Linked DNA regions of Salmo salar: region 1 is linked to region 2. Evidence: chromatin contacts called from public Hi-C data. All regions are on one chromosome and are shown on one strand. Each heading gives the region's core, a stretch centred on a gene start, on an enhancer-like site or on the middle of the called end of the contact. The rest is flanking DNA. Distances are from core to core; before and after follow the strand shown. Region 1 holds the start of LOC106573252 (ankyrin repeat domain-containing protein 27). Region 2 overlaps LOC106573252 (ankyrin repeat domain-containing protein 27).

Evidence for each region. Hi-C and Micro-C count contacts between places; a contact is called where the count stands out from the background.
Region 1: a contact with region 2 is called in a Hi-C map of blood, with 2.3 times the contacts expected there. The contact joins the promoter of LOC106573252 here to the enhancer-like site in region 2. A contact is called at or near these places in 2 of 3 Hi-C or Micro-C datasets (blood and muscle).

What each region holds. Positions count from the first base shown.
Region 1 is chrssa16:10,401,670-10,408,963 of Ssal_v3.1, forward strand. It overlaps LOC106573252 (ankyrin repeat domain-containing protein 27), which reads right to left and starts at 5,283. Exons shown (of 27, transcript XM_014148155.2): 1 at 5,142-5,283.
Region 2 is chrssa16:10,361,878-10,369,039 of Ssal_v3.1, forward strand. LOC106573252 (ankyrin repeat domain-containing protein 27) reads right to left here. Exons shown (of 27, transcript XM_014148155.2): 27 at 6,483-7,162. Among protein-coding and RNA genes, the nearest start is that of LOC106573254, 7.0 kb to the left of the region's middle. Within about 2 kb of position 3,369, at least 8 of the 13 cell types and tissues checked have an H3K27ac peak or open chromatin away from gene starts, as enhancers often do.

The sequences.
Region 1 (7,294 bases), core at 4,033-6,532, 42 kb after region 2:
CTGCCCTATGGGCTGCTCTGGTTTGGTCACGGCTTAGGCCTACTTTACTTGAAGAGGACAAAGAAGCAGAGACAGAAGCAGCTAGGTCCGGAAGCTCGCTCTCCTCTTTCCTGAGGCATCTTAAAACCACAGCAGGAACAACAGGAAGATTGTCTGTCCCTCTCCAGGGTCACTTTTCACCTCCCTCACTCGCCAGCCAGCTGCCTCTCAGCTGAGCTTGTTAACGTTCTCGGAAATTAAATTACTAAAAGTTGGTTCACCACATAATTGCATGATCTCCAAAGCAGGGCGTGAGATTCTTCCTTTGTATGACTTGCTTGGGAGACCTTGTCACAGACATCAAATTTCAATGAGGCAGTCAGTCGCCCACAAAGACACACAGGAATGATCTGACTATCAGGTTGTTGGGGCGGCAGGTAGCCTAGTGGTTAGAGCGTTGGGCCAGTAACAGAAAGGTTTGCTGGATCGAATCCCCAAGCTGACAAGGTAAAAATCTGTTGTTCTGCCCGATAGGCCGTCATTGTAAATAATAATTTGTTCTTAACAGATTTGCCTAATTAAATAAAATGTTTAAAAATAACGGTGAGGTGTGACTTTTCTTTTGAGGTCAGTCTCATTACTGGTTGAATAGGCCTAATAGGAGAGAGGAGATTGTCTTGTCTGGTTGGTCTCTGCTGTGTCCCAGCTATTAGTGCTAAGAGTGCAGATGGTAGCTTTGTAGAGGACACTTGGACATGGTTGTGCATAAACAACAAATTGTATGCAATAAGCTAGGTCTATTTTGTGTGCACTGTCTTGTCTGCATCGGGGGTACTCAAGTATTATTTGAGAAGGTCTGGTCACACAAATTTCCTAGGTGACAAAGTCCCAGATGGATAATGTAATTTATCAGCGTAGTAACAAATCCCCACTTCGCAATCATCTTGTTGGCGGAGAGAAAATGTTGCAGTTTTAATTTCCACCATTTATTTTTTTGCATGAGGCAGGGATTTTTTTTTGCTGTTTTAAAGCTAATTTCCTGCAATTCTATGCATTCTTCCATGGCTTATGTGTGTTTATATGATACCAGGGGTCAAAGCCCGACTGAGTAAATAAGAAAAGTAAAATTACAAAATTCGGGACCTGCAGCCCGTATTGACCCCTATTCTGGGTTCGGATCCGGTCCGCCAGTTGAGTCTGGGGGCTCTACATCTCTGCTTGATGTGTCAAGTTATAAATGTTCTCCAATCCTGTAAATGTTTAGATGTTAGCCTCATCTCCTTTTGAATCAAAACTTATCTAAAATAAAATGTTATTGGTCATATACCCAATTAGCAGATGTTTTTGCAGGTGTAGCGCAATGCTTGTAAATATGAGATTTAGCCAGGTCACATGTTCTTCTGATGTAAGATTCCAATCAATCCATTGAAACACCATAAAAACATGTGAGCATCATCCCCAAAATGGGGAACAAAAAAAGTATGAAATCCATTCAAGTCTCATCTAAGATCAGTTCATCAGGCTACTCACTTGATTGCGCCTCGTAAACAGGCCTTGAAACGCTGAGATCAACATCATCTTTACGAATCCTAGGAATGATAATGCCATGGGGGGGGGGGGGGGGGTCTTCGCAGCAGAGAATAGGGCTCTTCTAAACCAGCCTCCTTGGAGTCTGACTGGGCTTCATAGTGAAGCAGTAACTGTCTTAGCGTGAAGGCAGCAGCACCACTCCACCCTCATCTCACTGTGCTGCTGCCTCCTTGGTATCAGATGGATGCTGCCTGCTGGCCTGAAACCCTGAAGAATGTGCCATCTAACCATGTGACCGGTCAGCTGGGTCTGAACAGCCCTGTTTGGGGGAAACCTTCCTTCACACGTGTGGGGAGTGAACCGCACGGCTTACAGCCCATTTTCCACTTCAGGAAAGCCAAGGCAGGCATTTCATGATGGGTGGGTTGGTGATGGGATCTGGCCTTTGTGAGCATAAATACAAATGTCCGTTCTCTTCAAGATAAAGGGAAATAAAGTATTGTCAGTCTGGCCTTCAATCCTGTTTGGTCACACTGTATAGACCATCACCTGTCAAACTGAATCCACAGTGGGATGAGTATCTGCAGGTTTTCGCTCCTCTCTTGTACTTGATTGATCAATTAAGGTCATCGATTAGTTAGGAACTCCCCTTGGTTGTCTAGGTTTTAATTGGAAATAACAAAAACCAGCATGCACTCGGCCCTCCACGGAATGAGTTTGACACCCCAGCTGTACAATCTAATATTGATGACAAAAGGTTATCTTGAGGCTGTCAAGTGTCCTACTTATATATATCAGTACACTCGTAACAACTTAAGTATTAAGAAACTTCTATTAGATCAAATAAACCTCAACTAGCAAATAAGCCATTCATGTTTTGGTTGAACAAATTCGACACATTGACCTCCATACAAAAACTCCTTGCTTGGTGGGCGAAACAATAAAAAAAAAAAAAGAACAGTACTTGCTGGTGGGAGACAGATTTTCCACCGAGTTGTGCCTCTCTCTTCCTCTCTGAACATACTGATAGGCTTCAGGACGAGCAGAAACAATTATCGCAATTCAAACACAAGGTTTCAAACTTACCGATTCAATTGCACTGTAAACAAATAGGAGAAAACATCATTTCCTCTGCCAAAGCCATGGTAATGTTTACAGAGTCAGACTCTCGTTTTGATTCCTCAATACAGCCAACATCACCATCTATAATATGCATCCTGTTGTTTCCATGGAAAGTCGTTTCCCCAACGACATTGCAGAGTAGGGCTATGTCATGTGCTTTTCCAACAGAATAATAAAATAACTGACATTGATATAATGTAATTTAGAGTTTTGATCACTACTTCGGTATCCCACGGTTAACATTGCAAAACTGGATATCGTTTTATGTGCCCACAAATCAAATTTTGTGGATGACCATCTTAAATTGTGCTCATCAAAGGCTTTTAAATACCACTGTTTTGTGTTCTACTTGTAGCCCTGGTTGCCCTGAAAAGAAATGGTAAAACACTTCATTGTGAGGCTAAATATATGGGCTAGACATGTAGATAAATGAAAGTCAGATAAATGAAAAGCCCATTTTTGCTGGGACTGATAGGGTTAATCCTCGCTAGCAATACAGTTTTGGAAACCCTCTCATAAGCGAGAAAGAATCTTTCAAACACAAAATATACACTTACTGTACACAATTTAGTAAAGTTGAACCAGGCTGTTTTCACAATGACACATCCTCTCACCATGCGCTCACATTTCCATTGGACACTACAATTCAACATTTCCGGCTGGATCGCAAGTGCTTCTGAAAATACAGCCGGGTGCAACTTTGCTAAACAGCATACACTAAGTGTATCTTTTGTATAAGCAAGCTTGGCATATTTGCGATTAAACACTGTTTGGGCAACATCTGGCAATAAGGGACGTGGAATAACTACTGTAATGCAATTACATTTGAGTCATAAGGACTCGTGGGCCAATTCTCATGGAAAGATTAAACGGTAAAAATCTGTCAAGGCACACATAGAATTGTGTAATTACATGCAGCAACAGTTCCTGGTTTGGGTTTTTGTCATAGATTTTTGTACAAATCAGGATTGGACGAAGGCAGTGCTTGAACTGATGATTTTCAAGCCCGGGTGCAGATGATAAACCAATTTCCACTGGATTCCACTGCCACAAAGTCAAAATTGTCTGCATTGTAAAAATTCATTAAATCAAAACAAAACATTTGGGGGGGGGGGGGATACCTAGTCAGTTGCACAACTGAATGCATTCAACCTATATGTGTCTTCCGCATTTAACCTAACCCCTCTGAATCAGAGAGGTGCGGGGGGCTGCTTTAAATCGACGCCATCTGTGCCCGGGGAGCCCATCTGTGCCCGTTGTTGTTGAGGGTTAACTGCCTTGCTTTCCCCATAGAAATGGCTGAACGAACCAGAGGTAACTCATTTCCGGTTATTAGGACTACAAGCATGACGAGCTCTACTGCATTCCGCCCAGCAATAAAACAGGAAGTGACAAACTTTCATGAGATAAGAGAATTTTACTTCTGGGTAACAGAGATTACACCACTGACCTCATGGTCTAGGAATTCTCAAGACTGACTGGTGACCTTTGACACATAGGCTACAGACTCCTTGGCCAATACTACTAAATGAAAAACTGGTCTATTGTATAGGCCCTGTAGCATATGGAGCTATACATCTAACACAATTGTCCATAACTTCCCAATAGTATCAGACTCTCAAGGTTTATTAAGGTCACTGTATGAATTGTACCTGCAAGCACTGTATTATTTAAAAAACAATTGGTTTGATATTCAAGTATAGAGTAAACAGTATGTCAGTTTCCATTGCCAAGTTAATTCTACAGAGCATGACAGCCCCGACATATATAATTTTTTCTGCATTCTTGGGGGAACTTCCATGTCGGTCTCAACCATTTTTGGATGTACAAGTAGCCCAAAAATCACATGTTGCTCTGCACCCACTCATGTGCAAATGATCATTAGGCCTATGTTCTTATTAGTCTTCCCAAGACCTCACTGTGGATAGGCTGGTCATGCCTAGAAAGAATACAGCTTTTGTTAAATTAGCTAACCATAACCGAATTCTCCTAACCTGCTATGTTAAATTCTAACCTGCTACAAAAAGTCAAAAATGACAAAAGCTGTATCCATTCTAGTCACAACGAATAGGCCAGGTGCCCCAGGGATACTATAGTTCCACATGTTGAACACTTCCAGGTAATGGCTAAACAATATTCCCGAAAATTGTGAAATGTGGTAACAATTTCGTGTGATGAGCTGTACGTGACAATCAATGTCAAACAAATGCTTGTTTTGTAAGTGGAATCAAGCAAAACAGCATTGAACTCGATAACAGCTGCCCAGATCGAGAGGAACACTTCACTCAAAGTCGTAGCAATCAAGTCAATGTTCTGCCATTTCGACATTGACCATTGGTAGAGGTTTCAATGCCAAATATGTGTTCTTACATTGGCTAGCAAGTTAGCTAGCTAACGTTAATTTAGCTAGCTAAAAGATGAGCAGCTAACGTTTTCTGTCACAACAACAGCAACCTCGGCTTGGATGGACATTCATACAAACACAATATATAGCTATGTCCGTAACGTACCTCTTTATCTGCTAAACACACCGGAATCGCATCGCAAATTGCACTTCTTCAAAAGCCTGACCGTAAACAGAAGAAAGTCTACCATTTGATGCCTGTCTGGCTGTCAGCACTACCGGTCTCTCTAACTTGATGACGAGGAAAATATTGACTAATGTGGTTTAGTCAACCAATCAGGCGCGGCAAGCCAATCCCGTAGATCCTGATACGTTGGTGAAGGCTGAGCGCTCGTGAAAACGTCAAAGGAAAGGATGACACCACCGTGCAGTGTACGAAATCTAATAACAGTATACCGCAAGTCAACATGTGGGTCCTAAAATAATATATGACTGCCCTGAGAAATCTATTTGGATCACCATCAATTTGCAGAATAAGATTGTCAAAGGTGGTTTCTCCCTCCACCCTACCACTGACTATTGTACTGGATTGAAATGTTGCATTTGTTTGGTAGATACAGAAGTTATTGTTACAGAACAACGTGATCTATATTTAAGTGTGATAAAACAACAAACATGTAGGCCACAAAAAAATGCACTGGGGTCTAGTTCTCCTCAGGTCTTTATCCTTCCAAAATATGTTTTTTCCTACCATCTCCTTTAAAGCGATAATGCTTAATTTGGTCAACGGTAAACATAGCGCTGATCTGTATTGCAAAAATAGCTCTAATTTTGCTTAATTAACTGGTCCACATAACATGTCCCCATTTTGTTTAGGTGGGGTGTGGCAAAGTTCAATGGGGGAATTTCGTGTCTCTTCAGTAGTGGGGTCTTCCTATCTTCACCAACAAATTAGAGCAGTTTGCAGCTGAAGGTGCAGCAAGCTCATTGATGGTTCGTTTTTTTGTGGCAGTTATCTTCCCTAAAGGCTGTTTACCGAAGTATTATGCTGCATTTATAACCAAGTGGGAAGGTGGTAATTACCAGTTGTGAAATCGTATTGGATTTGGATGCATTCACATGCTTTGATCTCATTGTGAAACACAGATTGGCTAATGGCCAACAAGCTGTGTCAACCATAAACTAAAAGTACAGCAATCATGCTTGGCAACAAATGATAGAGTTCAAAAACCATATTAATATATTCACAGGAGGTTGGTGGCACCTTAATTGGGGAGGACGGGCTCGTGGTAATGACTAGCGGATTAGGTGGAATGGATTCAAATACACAAAACACATGGTTTCCAGGTGTTTGATGCCATTCCATTTTCTCTGTTCTGGCCATTGTTATGAGCCGTTCTCCCCTTAGCAGCCTCCTTTCTTTTTATAAATAACGTTTTCTTATTGCATTTAACTGCTGACAATGCTGTTATCAAGGTCATTTCCATAGTAGGTGACGTCAGAGGCCAGCATGTGAAGGAAGTTGTGGCTCAGGGATGATGGACAAGTTTTCCACTAGTAATTACCTGTTGGAGGGGTGTTCAAGTGGATTTTTCCCAGTCGTATGTTGTAAATACCACTTGGTAATTATTTCTTTTTTATTAGGTGTGCTTGAAAAGCAAAATAAAACTCTACATTTCTTACATAGTCCTATTATTATTATTCTGTGTTATTGACTGTACGTTTGTTTATGTGTAACTCTGTGTTGTTTTTGTCGCACTGCTTTGCTTTATCTTGACCAGGTCGCAGATGTAAACGAGAACTTGTTCTCAACTGGCCTACCTGGTTAAATAAAGGTGAAATACATTTTTCTTATATATATATATATATATATATATATATATATATATATATATTCGCCACTCGAGAGCTGAAACGATTTAAGCTATTAACACAAAACAAACTGCCAAATGTCCAGACTGGATTTTTGATACTATGTGTACTTTATGAACTATAACTATTTTAAATTAGCATAAATTAACATGGGTTTAAATGAGAACCATAGGAATACAGATGTAGCTTTTCAAAATGAACCTGTTCCTTGGCCAATTAAGCTACAAGACAAACTTTAAAACATTCAGGCTATCCCAACTTCAAACTCTTTCAAATCTTTATTAAATATAACTATACATTTGCATAAAATAACTTGGTAACGGTACCAAGTCAATGTGTGGGGGTACAGGTTAGTTGAGGTAATATGTACATGTAGGTAGGGGTAAAGTGACTATGCATTGACAATAAACAGCGAGTACCAGCAGGGTAAAAAAGGGGGTCAATGCA
Region 2 (7,162 bases), core at 2,119-4,618:
ATAACATGTTTTCTATGTTAGTGATTTTTTCGTTGCTTTCTGCATAGGCTATATTTTGCTCAAAAGCCACTTGGCATACAAGTCCTTTTCGAAGCTGATAACTAACAGAGAAAGTGTGAATAAATGACATCATAAACACGTTTGTCTATGGATGTTTAAAGATTTATCGAGATGTTCTAGGCCTATAGTCAGCTCAAAGACACACCATGATCTTATGCAAACCTTTAATAGATTATATAAAAATAAACATTTGGACAATTTACATTTTCAGTAAGCTACTTAATCTTTGTATTTGTATGCACATCTCTGGTGTTGGTTTCAGTAAAAACTCAGGCTACACAAAGGCCATAAGAAGAATACATGGTATCCTTTTAAACGTTAAACTCAAATTGATAGTATATGGATCATTTTATCACGATGGCAAAATATGACAATTTCGTTTTTGAATAGTGCAGAATATCTACCCATTTAGTTTTATAGAATTACTTCAAGGTCCCAGATACACAAATGGCAGCCCATGGGGCCAAGTCCAGTCTACCACAATGTCTAAAAAAGGAGTTTAAATATGATAAATAACAGCAAAAAACAAAGGCTTATAAATCCTCAAATAATCAAGTCGTAATTGATGGATGAGTATTATTACGCCTGGCTAGTGGCTATGACATGTTAATATTGCTAAATTGGTCCATATAACGCATTCAAACGATTGGCCCATGACCACTTCTTTAAAGAAAATGATCCGTTTCATAAAATCTAAAAAGAGTCCATCTGTGTAGTAACTCGATCACACCAGAGATATACCCTCAGAACTTATTTAAGAGCGGTCCTCTGTGTAAATTGGCCAAAGTTGCATTCAATAGATAACTGCAAATGTTAACATTTTAGTTTAAGTAATCGTTTGATTGACTTTAGGGCCCATATGTCTCTCTTTCCCAACTGTGTTGTGCATCGAAGCTAAACACCACCAGACATCCGACACTGTTGGGACATGTCTCTCAACCAGTGTGGGGTCCACTCTGCATGGGATAACCCCTAAGAATGACAGATGTTAGGATCTGATGTCTCCTAACCCCCCTGCCATGCAGTACCTTCACCATCTTCTCTCCACCTCCTCACCTTCTCCCCGCTCCTCTCCCTCTAGGACCTCTATAGAAACATCTGTTCTCAGAGTTGGTCTTTCAGAGGTAGAACGCCAGGGTGAACGGCCCAGTCTCTGAGGGCAGAGGTAATGTTCTGCCTCAAAAACAAGCTGTCTCTCCCCCACATCATCCCATGCAGTACCTTTCATATGAAAATAATAGAAACAAGCCATTTGCAAGTCTTGCATTTCAATAGCACTTTTCCCAATGTTTTAAAGTGCTTTACACATAATGACTTCATGTGTCATCCTCATTTTACATATAACTTCATGTGGTGTTCAGAGCAGGGGGGCTACCCTCCTGCAAAACAAATTCCATCCCTTTTACCTCAGGACCTCGATTAGCTGAATCAGGTGTGTTAGAGTTAAGGTTGGAACAAAAGCCTGCACGCCCCCTAGCTTTCTAGGAGGGTAGACACAACAGACTGAGGCAGACGTGTAGAATAGATTCATGTAACCATAACTTTGCCTGGAGGGCCCTCTTGTGCGAGTACAAATACACAGCAACCACAGAGACACCCAATCAAAAACCACTGCCTACATTCCCTACCGAATGTGGGCTAGGCGAAGTAACTGCAGACGAGAAGCATTTTGTAGCATGCAATATCGCTGCCCCAAAATGTTTTTCATTTGTTTATGTTCTCCTAAAAAAAAAAAAAGGTCAAACAAATGTCAACGCTTGACGTTTTTTCAACAAAGGCTTGGCTGATGTAGCATGAGACCAGGTAGAAAATCCTAGATAAGTTTTCACAATATTTTATACACTTTCCTCCAGTGTTGCCATACTGAGCTCGTGATAGTGTGTGTCGTTTCCAGGTGGTGCTGTTCGCTTAGAGTCATACCTCCGGTGACCCTCACTGTTGAATGTCACACAGCAGGACATGCCTTCCATGGGTTTGGCTGTTGGCATTCTGTCAGGTACATCTGTTTCACTGTAACTCTGTTTTTCCACCCTCACGTTTGGGAATTACCTTAAAGCAGAGACGAAAAGGCAAAGCAATAAACTAGTCAAACTCTAATATCTTTGACACAGCTCTGAGTTTGTGTTGATCAAGCCCTTCCCGTCACTCGGTTTGGTATAAAGCTAAAAGATGGGTCTGGTAAATTGTAACCACACTCATGGACAGAGAATACAAGGACTGACATTGACTGACCATGAGTCTGTGGAAGACACCTTGCACTCTTAACTGTCCCCTGCTGCGAGCCGGGAGGCTGAAGCTTGTAATGGCACCTGCCTTGAAGTACTGAACCTCCTACCTCCCTTACATCCCCTAAGCAGACGGCCACGGAGTACGCTTCACCTGTTTCAGTCAGGACCACGCAAAGAGAACGCCCAGGGTCTGCCTGGATGCCATGAACACCATGGCACTCCACACTCGTGCCAAGTTGACAGTGTCATACATGAACTGTCAGCGCAATATGGACTCCCTGGTGCCACAGCAGAAAGCAACATTCTTAGACAGAGGCTCGGCTGTTGTCTCTGGTTGCTACTAACTCCTCTGGTAGCACCTAGGGCCCCGCTATTGGATCGCCCGTGGCGGAAGGCAACACAAATTGTAGGGTAAACACCGCCATCTAGTGGTGGATACCATTACATTAAAATGAGTAGAACGAGCGTACTTAAAATTACCACAACAGCGGAAATTCACTTTTGTTCAACTGAAAGACGATGCCCTGAGCTTATCCATGATGGTGTATATTGATTTAAGTCAAAGTCATAGTTTTAGTCAAAGTATGATGGGCTATACATGGGAAATCCGAAGTGGGACATTCATGGAAATCTGTGTCAATGCTGTTTCCCTTTTATAGATGACGTGCAAATACTTTTCAGACTACGTTTCATTTCAGGGCTGGGTCTTATTTGAATGTTTACCACCCACCTGCTGCAAAGTTCTTCCTCTTTGTGACTGAGCTGAACTAGAGTAGAAGGTGAAGCCAGACTGGTGACTCGGCCTAAAAAAAAAATGTTCACCCACCAAGTGAAGATTTTTGTAAGGAGGTCGATGAGAGTGTCGAATTTGGTCAACAAACAATTTAATGGCTTATTTACTATTTGATCGAATATACGTTTTGTGATGTTTCGGTTGTTACGAAAGTACAAATATAAGTACACACGAGGCATACCGACAACTTTGAGGAAAACTATTTTATTTAGGAGTTGTGCCTGTTGTGCACACGATAACTGCCTTCTCATTGGCTAGAATGGTCCCACGTGATCTTGCTTCATCCCTGCCTCTTCCTCTCTGAGGACAGCGAATCCCATTGTTAGACATGAGATATGACCAATCATGTCTGTATATACATGCTGCTGATGCTTTGTATTGGCCATTGTGAGGCTTTGAATCAGTATCAGTATTCAGGCCCCTAGACTTTTTCCACATTTTGTTACGTTGCAGCCTTATTCTAAAATTGATTAAATGAAACATTTTCCTCAATCTACACACAACACACCATAATGACAAAGCAAAAGCAGGGTTTTAGAAACTGAAATACCTTATTTACATAAGTATTCAGACCATTTGCTATGAGACAAGAAATTGAGCTCAGGTGCATCCTGTTCCCATTGATCATCCTTGATGTTTCTACAACTTCATTGGAGTCCACCTGTGGTAAATTCAATTGATTGCACACAATTTGGAAAGGCACACAACTGTCTATATAAAGGTCCCACAGCTGACAGTGCATGTCTGAATAAAAACCAAGCCATGAGGTCAAAGGAATTGTCCGTAGCGCTCCGAGACAGTATTGTGTCGAGGCACAGATCTGGGGAAGGGTACAAACATTTCTGCAGCATTGAAGGTCCCCAAGAGCACAGTGCATCATTCTTAAATGGAAGAAATGTGGAACCACCAACACTCTTCCTAGAGCTGGCCGCCCGGCCAAACTGAGCAATCGGGGGAGAAGGGCCTTGGTCAGGGAGGTGACCAAGAACCCAATGGTCACTCTGGCAGAGCTCCAGAGTTCCTCTGTGGAGATGGGAGAACCTTCCAGAAGGACAGCCATCACTGCAGCACTCCACCAATCAGACCTTTATGGTAGAGTGGCCAGACGGAAGCCACTCCTGAGTAAAAGGCACATGACAGCCCGCTTGGAGTTTGCCAAAAGGCACCTAAAGGACTATCAGAGAGAAACAAGATTTTCTGGTCTGACGAAACCAAGATTTTACTCTTTGGCCTGAATGCCAAGCTTCATGTCTGGAGGAAACCTGGCACCATCCCTACGGTGAAGCATGGTGGTGGCAGCATCATTTTGTTGGGATGTTTTTCAGCGGCAGGGACTGGGAGACTAGTCATGATTGAGGGAAAGATGAACAGAGCAAAGTACAGAGAGATCATTGATGAAAACCTGCTCCAGAGTGCTCAGGACCTCAGACTAGGGTGAAGGTTCACCTTCCAACAGGACAACGACCCTAAGCACACACCCAAGATAACGCAGGAGTGGCTTCGGGACAAGTGTCTGAATGTCCTTGAGTGGTCCAGCCAGAGCCTGGACTTGAACCCGATTGAACATCTTCTGGAGAGACCTGAAAATAGCTGTGCAGTGACACTCCCCATTCAACCTGGCAGAGCTTGAAAGGATCTGAAGAGAAGAATGGGAGAAACTCCCCAAATACAGGTGTGCTGTATGTGCCAAGTGTAACCGATGTGAAATGGCTAGCTAGTTAGCAGTGGTGCGCGCTAATAGCGTTTCAATCGGTGACGTCACTTGCTCTGAGACTTTGAAGTAGTTGTTCCCCTTGCTCTGCAAGGGCCGCGGCTTTTGTGGAGCGATGGGTAACGATGCTTTGTGGGTGGCTGTTGATGATGTGTGCAGAGGGTCCCTGGTTTGAGCCCAGGTAGGGGCGAGGAGAGGGACGGAAGCTAAACTGTTACACAAGAAGACTCGAGGCTGTAATCGCTGCCAAAGGTGCTTCAGCAAAGTAAAGGGTCTGAATACTTATGTAAATGTGATATCAGTTTAATGATTTTTTAAAAATAAATGGGCAATAAAATTATAAAAAACTGTTTTTGCTTTTTCATTATGTGGTATTGTTTGATGAAAAACTGAGTTTAAATGTATTTGGCTAAGGTGTATGCAAACTTCCGACTTCAACTGTACACACACACACTCCCCACCATTCCCCCAAAAACAAACACAGGCGGAGATATTCAATGGTCGTTCCATCCCTGAGCCCAATTCAAAGGACTTGATGTGCAAATGAGTCAGTTGTAGCTGTTTGAGAGGCATGCAATGTCAAGTCCTAGCTGATGGAGCTCAGATACACCCCCTTCCCCTGAAACAAACACGCACTGGTCCCCCTTTGTGACCATTTTCCCAAGCATCTCTGTGCAGTCAGACCTTTGATTATTTTGTGCCACCAGGGGCACAATCATTTTACCCCTCTCTGAATGTCCAAGTGTGAACCCCTCCCCATGTGTTACTGCACCTAGTGTTGCCAGCACTGCCACTACCTGGGTGGGGGCACCCCACTGGAATTCCCACCGGGTAGGTACAAGGTCATCAAGGTTCTCATTAGCAGCTCTGAGAAACTCCTTGTATATTATGCTCACTCATCCGGGGGCTTTGGCTTTGTAAGACCAACCCTGCCAAGCAGGCTCAGAATCTTGAGGGGGCAACGCTGCTTTAGTGGGTCTCTGACCGTATTTATCCTTCTGTCTTGGCTGGGTATAGGCTAATTGCAGTAGGCCTATAAAACACATAAGGACTACTCCTTAGTGTATGGGTCGCTCAGGTGGGTGTCTAGGGTATAGGATTTGGGACCGTTCCATCATGATAAGATAATAAATAAACTATATTTATAATTTATTTTCAAATGTATATCCCATATCTGCACAAAATTGAAAGCTCTCTCCGTCACAACTCCTGCTAGCAAACCAGTGGCAGATTTAGGTGTAGGCAACATGGCCAGGGGGCGGCATGGGGCGCCCGCACAAAAAAAATCTGAATGGTGACATTTGCGCAAATGCCCCACCCCCCAAAATTGAGGTAATTAAGTACGTGGAGTAATGAGTAGGATTCTGAGTTTTCACTTTCCTCTTTTGTTCTGTATTGCTCCTCAAGCAAAGGGGGAGGCCAATGACAGAGGGCACCATCAGACCAACTCCTTGAATGGTCTCCATATTGTCTAATCCTTAAGTGTATGTTCCTACACTGTATTTATGCATGGGATTTGTTTTTCAACAAGAAAAGCTCAGAAATAGCTGGAGTGCATCTTTAAAACAATATTTTAACAGTAGAAAAATCATAACATTAACCAACTTACCTAGCCTATCATAAAGCACAATATTTGAACAAATACCAACAATAAGCCAACTCTTGCAAATAACACAATAGTCAAAACAAATGACTCGATCATGGGTTTATTACAGGTTATTTTGACAAATTAAATAAGGCACGTTCACTGCATCTAACATTAAAAAAATGTAATAAAATACTTTAGTACGAAAATAATCAACATTGAGATTGTAGTGGACAACTACTACCGTATAAACCAAAACAGTAACTTTGAGATAAAAATACATCTGTACACTGATGCTAGTCATCTGTGTTCAATGTACTGTATGTGCTGGATAATGATGCGTTCAATAAATGTCAGTTCAAAACTACTGAGATTTCAGAGTGTTGCTGATAAAAACATTTTTCAAAAAAAAAATGGTACTTGTAAAGTGCAAACTCCCCATAGAATTGGTTGGGTCCTATATGGTCTTGCTTTGCAGGATTAGGATCAACTGCCATGGAGGTGAAATACAATTATCAGTTGAATGCTAAATAAACACTTTTTTTGTTGTTGCATTATATTGTTTTCTACAGGATAAATATCAGAATACACTAAAAAGTGATGGATAAACAAATTAAATATGGCAATTGTGTTATTATATTCTCAAAAGCAGTATTTAACTACAGTACTATCCATTTGTGGAGTCACTGGATTGAGCTACTGTATATAGATTTGTGCGTATACACTTATGGTTCTCTCTCTACCTACAAAGCAACCAAGATACCTATTCTAAGTGTTTGACATTC